Linked DNA regions of Gossypium hirsutum: regions 1 and 2 are each linked to region 3. Evidence: chromatin contacts called from public Hi-C data. All regions are on one chromosome and are shown on one strand. The core of a region is the stretch at or near the end of the contact, and the rest is flanking DNA. Distances in the headings are between cores, read along the strand shown.

Region 1 (2,700 bases), core at 118-2,617, 140 kb before region 3:
GGCATTGTTGGCACATAATTAAATTAACCTTGCACAAATAAATTATGAAAAGTTAGAAGAGTGAAGAGACTTGAATATGAAAAGTGAAAAAACTTGAATATGAATAGTGAAGAGGCTTGAAGATGAAAAGTTAAGAGGCTTGAATATGAAAAGATACACACATGCATGAATAGTCACAACTCCTAGCATATAGTGATATAGATAAATAGTCACTTACAACTCCTATATAAAGAGTTGTATGTGATGAAGAATTATTAACTTTGTGTGCTTGAAATAAAAGATTATTTGAAAGAATTTTTTCATACAAAATTTATTTCTCTTCTCCATTATATTCTTTATCATTTTCTTTGTTTTATTTCTCCAAATATTAATCATTCAACTACATGGCCTGTCAGCAATAAAGAAAAGTCGGTCACAAGCATAACCAAAGGTGTTCCATTTTTTTTGCTTTGCCCCATTGTCCATGGATGAAACAGTGGAACATGAGCTGAACCTCAATAATTAGTGAGAATTTGTGATGGGTTTTCTTCTTCTTCTTCTTCTTCTTTTCTCTCTTTTATTTTTTTATTTGGGGGGGGAGGAAGCATAAAGCAGATATATCAGAGAGTCACATGCTATAAACCCAACATTACAAGAGTCCTTTCTTTCCTCCTTTCGAGAGTGTTTTTCTCAACACAAGTTGTGGTCCGACCTCCTTTTATCGTATCTTTTTCACCTTCCTCTCTTCACCCTAATTAATTACTATAATTTTGTAGGCATAGGCATATGAGGTTGAAACACAATTAGCTTTGTATTTAAAAATTGATGAGTAAATGTCAACATTAACGACAGAATGTGCAGCAAATTAAAGATCGAATTTGCAATAAGGAAATAGTGAATTATGATGTCCTACAAATAGAAACTAGAATCCGCTATGAACTTGAGAGTATTAGATCTACTTTGTTTTTTGTTGATGCAATTTCATTGATTAAGAAGTGTTTGTTGGTGGAAGGTATTGAATGGGTGCTTCTACTAATATTTGTTAAATGATTTACTACCAAGCTTATGCTTGTATCTCTTTTTGTACAACAACCTTAATGTTTTCACAATTGAAAATATACACAATATAATAAAAAAATAAATCAAATTTATTAGATTACCACTGAATAATAAATTCATATTAAAATTAAATAACCTTGATTGAAATGTAAAGTTTTTAAATTTTATTATATATATTTCTAAATTATATATAAAGGGAACGTCTCTTTCAGGCTTTCTTCGTCTTCTCTACCCCACCTCAAAGATTCCACGGATAATGAAAACCAAGTAGACCCCTCCTTGGTCCCCATTTCTCCCTCTATATTAATTTTATCTTTGTAATTCTACTCACAATAGCCCCCTCCCTTGAATTGAATACTTGAAACAAAGTCCAACGATGCCACCCATTCACTCCAGTCCATATTTCCAAATGGATAATCCGGCAATACTGTCTTTGCTCCGGCCAACTCCCGGCGAAAAGCACCGGAAATCCACCAGTAGTAGTGGCGGTCTCTTGCGTATGTTCAAGCTTTTCCCCATGCTAACCTCCGGGTGCAAGATGGTAGCACTATTGGGTCGACCCCGGAAGCCAATGCTTAAAGATAGTGCTACAACGGGTACAATTTTCGGGTATCGTAAAGGCCGAGTTTGCTTAGCCATACAAGACGATCCCTACAGCGTGCCCATATTCGTGATTGAACTACCAATGCTAACCAGCTTACTTCAAAAGGAAATGGCGTCTGATATTGTGAGAATAGCTTTGGAGAGTGAAACCAAGACGCATAAGAAGAAAGTGTTGGAGGAGTTCGTGTGGGCAGTGTTCTGCAATGGCAGAAAGATGGGTTATTCTATTAGAAGGAAACAATTGTCGGATGACGAGTTTCATGTCATGCAGCTTTTGCGAGGGGTTTCGATGGGTGCTGGGGTGCTTCCTAGCCCAAACGACAAGGAAACAGTGACGGCCGATGGGGAACTGACGTATATGAGAGCTAGATTTGAGAGAGTGGTTGGATCAAAGGACTCGGAAGCTTTCTATATGATCAATCCAGATGGTGCAGCATCTGGTCCTGAACTAAGTATTTTCTTTGTAAGATCTAATTAGAATTTCCTTTTGTGTTCATTTAGATACTTGGATATTTTACTTGTGTACCATATCAACTTTTCTCTTTAATGTTTGTGAATTACATGAATGCCCCAAAAACCAGGCTTCCCTCTCTCAAAACTGGGACTATGAATTAAAATGTTCATTCAACATGTTAAATCATGTTTACAATCTGTCAATTGGTCTGAAGTTAGTTTGATCTGCAAATTTCTGGTTCTGGTTAAGAAAATACAAAGCAACCCCACAGGTACTAGCTACCTTAGTTATTGCTTCCTTTAGAATCAAATCAAAATCCACTCATCAAAATAAGTAGTTTCACGAAGTTGGAAAATAATAATAATAATAATAATAATAATAATAATAATAATAAATTAATATGTAATTTTTCTAATTTTGTCCAAAAGTAACTAATTGATATTTAAACTTTTAATTTCTATGTGACACTAATAATTAATTAGTTGATAACATGTGGCAGCCTTTCAATATACCACGTGATAAATATAAATTTAAAAAATATATAAATTTTAAAAAATTATAAACTTTTAAATGTTAACCTGGATAAAATAATTATACTCATTTTT
Region 2 (2,700 bases), core at 70-2,569, 240 kb before region 3:
TGCAAAATTTGCCCCTAAGTTTTTTCTTTTGCTTTTTCATTGTTATTTAAGTTTTCTTTTTCTTTTTCTGAATGTCGCCCACATTGTTGAATTTTTTGTCAAATAAATTTGATTTTAATCAACAACTTTGTTAATGTAGCATGGCATTTTATTTGATGATTTTGTTGATGTCATTACTGATGTAATGTGACACCTCATTTGATAACTTTGTTGATGTGGTATGACATATCATCTATCACATAGTATTTTAAATTAAAATTATAAAAAAATAAGTATTTAAATTTTATAAAAATATGAAAAAATTATAAAAATAAAAAAAAATTGTAAAAAATTTATTGAAAAATTTGAGTCAAAACGTGATATTCTTTACGCATTGATCATCATTGATAACAATGGGTCGCCTTAATTGATTAAGAATGCATAGGAGGCGATGTTAGAGGCCACACTTTACTTATGGAATTGAGTTTGTTTGACGGGTCTTGAGGCAGTTCATGCTCTAGTGTCATTGATAGTTAAGGATGCAAGGGTAGGGATCATGGAGGATGCATGACGATGTTGACGCAAATTGCAAGGCGCAAAAAGCGAGATAGTCTAGTAGATACATCGTTTTTCTATTGGAATTGGTGCGTATTGATAACGCTTATTTTGGATTTATCAATATTTTTAAAAAATATTTAATATATATATTAATATTTACAAATATCAAATGGTTATATTAAATAAATTTCAATATAAAATATTCATGCACGAATCGGTTCATAATGTTGAGGAAAAGTTTGTATTATTCATTACTATAATAATAAAAAAGTATAAATATTATATTTTTTAACATTATTCATGTACCAGTAGGTGGAACGGTACATATCAATTAAAATGGTTGGAACTGACTACATTAGTAAAGAAAGTAAAGAAGTGATGCGGGAACCAAGTGAAGTTAGGGTTTTGGGTGATTTGTTGGATGACAAGATTAGAGTTAATGAAAGAATAAGGAAAAAAACACAGTGGTCAATGATGCGACGAGAAAGGGACGAAAGAAGTGAAAAAAATGGGTAATTCTAGATCCAAATCAAGTTAAATTTGAGTTGGTTTAAAAATAAATTCAGGTTCAAATCATATCAAATTCAGGTGAATTTGATAAAACCAAGTTAAATCGAGTTTAAATTCATGATTTGTTTGTAGAGACTATTAAACCCATTTTAAGTAGGCCCATGAAACTAAATTGTAAAAGGTATAAAATTGAAAGGCCTGGTATTGGAAAGGACAAAAAGGTTGGCATATGCGGCTAGAAAATTCCATTTTTGTAGACCGTCCTTACCATCTATATATATAAACAACCATTTTCCTCCCGCCATCCTCTTGAACAGCGGCTTCAACGGAATTTCCCAATCCTTTCCTTTATTTTTTCCAATTAAAATTATGCTTCGTTACTGCTTAAGATCTCGTCGGCGTTGCTATCTTCATTATACGCGACGGTTTTCCTCCTCGTCTCCCAACTCCGTTGAATCCCCTAACAATCTCAAAAACCGGCAACCCGTCCCTTCCCAATCACCGCCGCCGCAATATTTTCAAACTCAGCTTTCAACTCGCCCTTCTGCAACGGTTTCTCTTTCTCGAAATTCCGTTTTGGCCCTCTCCGCCACTCTCCTCTCCGCTATCGTCGCTTCCGTCGCTGTTTTATCTGCCAATGAAGGCAATGAATCCTCCGACGGTAACCCTAGCCCTAGGAGAAGTCCTCTTTACGACTCAATCGAGCACACGATGCAAAAATCGAACGAGTCCTTCCGGAGGATCGTCCACCAAGCCAAACAAACCAGCGTCGCCGCCTCTGTTTTGTGGCAATCGTTGAGGTCGGTGATGTCATCCGCAAACCACGAAGTTCGGGCTGGGTTCGAGCTACGCGTGGCGTCTTTGCTTGCGGACATTGCCGCTGCCAATGCGAGCCGCAGAGCGGCGATTGTGAACGCTAGTGGCGGCGCGGTAGTTGATTGGCTGCTGGAGACGGTAGCAGTGGGCAAAGCAGATGTTTGCGGCACTCAGGCCGAGTCGGCGAGGGCATTGGCTTACTTAATTGCGGATCCCGACGTGCGCAAAGACGTGCTTGGAAGACCAGGCGCCGTTTCCTATCTGTTGAGGTTCATTTTTTCATGTCAACCTCAAAATAAATCTAAAAGGGTACGTTTTTATTTCTTTTTGTTATCTACTGATTATGAAAATGTAACTTTTTTGCACCCTAATCTTGTTGGTGCTTCTAAGTTTTTTGTTTTACCATTGATAAATAGCTTTTGTGTGGGAGCAGCATTCGGGTCGTAGTTCATTCGATATTTCTGATTCTTTGAAAGGTAGAAGTATGCTTGTGGCTGCTATAATGGATATTGTTACATCCAATTGCGAGTGTGTAGAAAAGGAATCTTTTAAGCCTTGGCTACCGGGAAATGCAGAAATGAGAGATATTGCTGCAGCTGTTCAAGTTATTGAAGAAGGTGACATGCATTTAGACGAGGGAGAGAGAAATGATGATGATGATGATGGTGGAAGAGGGATGAAAGGGATTGGAATTAAAATTCTTGAAGGGACGACTGCTATAGGGCTGTCGAGAACAACTGAGCATATGACATTAGATCATTCAAATGATACCCCATCAGAATTAGATAGGGATACTCCGAGAACACTTGCATTGATGAATAAGCATGGTAGTTCAGT
Region 3 (2,700 bases), core at 66-2,565:
ATTTATTATATTTGAAATCTATTACATGTGCATTTTTCGCATTTTTTCCACATTTTATTATTTTCGATAAATATACAATTCCCGTTTTTTCTTTTCGTATTTTATGTTTTCTTAAACATACTTCTTTGTCATTTTACTTTTAATGTTATTTTCCTAAAATTTAAATTTCAAATTCCTAAGTAAATTTCATAAAAAAAATCCCTAATCAACATACAATGTGCATACCATTATTTTTTCATTCTAAATATATTTCATAAAATATATATGCTAAATAAAATAATAAAATAACTATAATGTACATAACATAAATTTTAAATACACAAATATTACAAAAAAATTAAATTTATAAATAAAATTACCTTTTTTTCTTTTTTTCCTTCCTTCCCTCCTCTTCTTTTTTTTTTCTCTTCTCCTTTCCTTTTCTTTCCTTCTTTCTTTCTTTTTTCTTCTCTTTTCCTTTTCTTCTTCTTCTTTCTTTTTTTCTCTTCTCCTTTCCTTTTCTTTCCTTCTTTTTCTTTCTTTCCTCTCCTTTCTTTCTTTCTTTCTTTCCCTCTCCTTCTGCCCCCACCATCGACCCCCCCTATTATTAACTGGTGCCGCCAATGGTATTGGCACCATTGGTGCCGCCAATGGTTTTGGCACCTTTGGTGCCGCCAATACCATTGGCGTGACCAAGGTCCCGTCACATCGATCTGATTTTTTTGCAAATTTTTTTGTTTTGTTTTTTTGTTTTTTTATATATTTTGGTAAATAAAAAAATTTATAACATTTTAGTAAATTTGTATTTTTTATAATATTTTTATAAAAAACCCTAGTAATTGCTCCACCCTTCATGTCCAGGTAAATTTCTTTTATATCCATATGTCTCTATTTAAACTTCTCCATAGACAATGTTGAAAATGTTTTTGGATAGATATTGACATAATATATATGTTTATATTTGGATGTTTTTATTCATATCTGGCTAACTGATTGTGACATTTCCACGAATAGTTGGGTTGTAATATTTGTTTCTAATTTTGGCAACATAAGATTGGAAGTTGTGGTTTGGCGACACAACAATTGCGGCCATGAGGGCATAGATTAGAAGTTGTGGTTTGGGTTTTGGCCTGTGATAGAAAATATTAATAGCTGATTAATTTATCACTTTTCAATAACCAATAACGTTAGTAATTAATTTATTATTTTTCGAAAGCTGATGATTGAATTGAAATTAAAATAATTATTTTATAAACTACATCAAAATTGAGTCATTGCTGATGTCATTTATCGTTTTTTTTAACCTCACAGCAGAACCGGCCACCCACTTCTAGTCCCTTGTCCTGACCAAACATAATGGGGTTGCGGAAACCAGACCAAACGGTGCTGTCCCCGAAGTCGAAACGTGGGAAATGTTAACTGCCAAGTGCCACGTTTTCTAAACTATTTGTTATGTTCTTAATACACTCCGTAACAAAAAAGGCTCGCCCTTTAAGACGTCCTTCTAAAGAGACTCCTGCCCTACGGGTCCTCTACTCAAGCTCAGTCTCAGTCTCAGCTCCACCAACTCCATCCTTCTCTCTGGTACAAACAATTCGATCATCTTTACTAATTTTTGTTTGCTTTAGTTTTACCTTCTCAATAATGCCTTTGGCTTCTTCAGTGACGCAGAATTTTAAAACTAAATGAACTATAATAGCCAAGCATTTATCTCAGAATGATGAGAACCAGCCTGCAGATGAATTGTACTTTTCATAGCTAATAACTTACAACTTTTGGGTTTTTCTTTTTATTTTCTTCCATTTTCTTTGACTTCTGGGTTGTACCCATTAAGGTGAGCAGTCTGCTTCCTTCTTTAGATAGATCTCCTGTTGGTAGTGCAAAAAAATATTCAGTTGGGGAAAATTCTCTTACTGTTGCAGGAAATATTTTTGATTGTGGAAAATTCTCTGCTATTTTAAAAAACTGACACTATTATTTTAATAGTAGATTATTCTTCTCTTTTTCTCTCGTCTGTTTCTTTTAGCAGTTTTTTGGGTCAAATTTTTTCGACTAATTTTTTTTTCCCGATTCTTTTCTAGAAAACCTTTATAAATATTGAAGTTCTGTGTTAACGTTAGGGGCGATCTTCACTACAAGATTACGGCGAATTTACTTCTAAGACAGCGATTTTTAGATGCCGCAGTGATTATTTTATATGTTTACATTTAGTTTATTTTCCCTGCTAATGATTTTGTTTTGCAGTAGGATATTTTCAACATCTCTAACACTTTCTATTGTTTTGTTGATCATCTGAGTTCTGAGTTGCAGTTCTCTTTGGTTAAAGCAAATGGAAGATACATGTAAGGATTGTAGGGACTGGGAAGAGGAAATCTTTTGGACCCATTTTCAGTCTGTACATTTCACACAATTTCTCCATGGTGATTTTCTTCAGCGGTTGGTAAGTTCCTGCTTTTGTCCTTTTTTGTTAGTGCGTTTTGCTTAGTTGAAGTGAAACTCTTTTTGGGGGAAAGAAAGAACTCTGATTGAAACATGCAGTTCATCCCTTGACTTTGCTTTTAGGGAAAACTGTCCGCCCTCTTTTGCCGATTATTAAAAAATTCTCGTGAAAGGTTCCACCTTGCATTTTAATGATATATCAAACTGCAGGAAATACCAGAAAAGTTTGCTAAGAACATCAAGAAAAAGCTTCCAGAAACTGTGACTCTTAAAGGTCCTAGT

Evidence for each region. A called contact is a pair of places that touch in the nucleus more often than the background predicts.
Region 1: a Hi-C map of leaf shows a contact between it and region 3, with 3 times the contacts expected there. The contact joins the promoter of LOC107920912 here to the promoter of LOC107922557 in region 3. A contact is called at or near these places in 4 of 34 Hi-C or Micro-C datasets (all in leaf).
Region 2: a contact with region 3 is called in a Hi-C map of leaf, with 2.3 times the contacts expected there. The contact joins the promoter of LOC107918068 here to the promoter of LOC107922557 in region 3. A contact is called at or near these places in 6 of 34 Hi-C or Micro-C datasets (callus and leaf).

The regions. Positions count from the first base shown.
Region 1 is chrD01:20,146,917-20,149,616 of Gossypium_hirsutum_v2.1, reverse strand. It overlaps LOC107920912 (protein MIZU-KUSSEI 1), which reads left to right and starts at 1,367. Exons shown (of 1, transcript XM_016850744.2): 1 at 1,367-2,278. The coding sequence starts at 1,415. The coding sequence ends at 2,119.
Region 2 is chrD01:20,251,969-20,254,668 of Gossypium_hirsutum_v2.1, reverse strand. LOC107918068 reads left to right here and starts at 1,319. Exons shown (of 11, transcript XM_016847573.2): 1 at 1,319-2,172; 2 at 2,297-2,700. The coding sequence starts at 1,417.
Region 3 is chrD01:20,007,471-20,010,170 of Gossypium_hirsutum_v2.1, reverse strand. It overlaps LOC107922557 (B3 domain-containing protein REM16), which reads left to right and starts at 1,315. Exons shown (of 5, transcript XM_016852643.2): 1 at 1,315-1,563; 2 at 2,290-2,419; 3 at 2,629-2,700. The coding sequence starts at 2,309.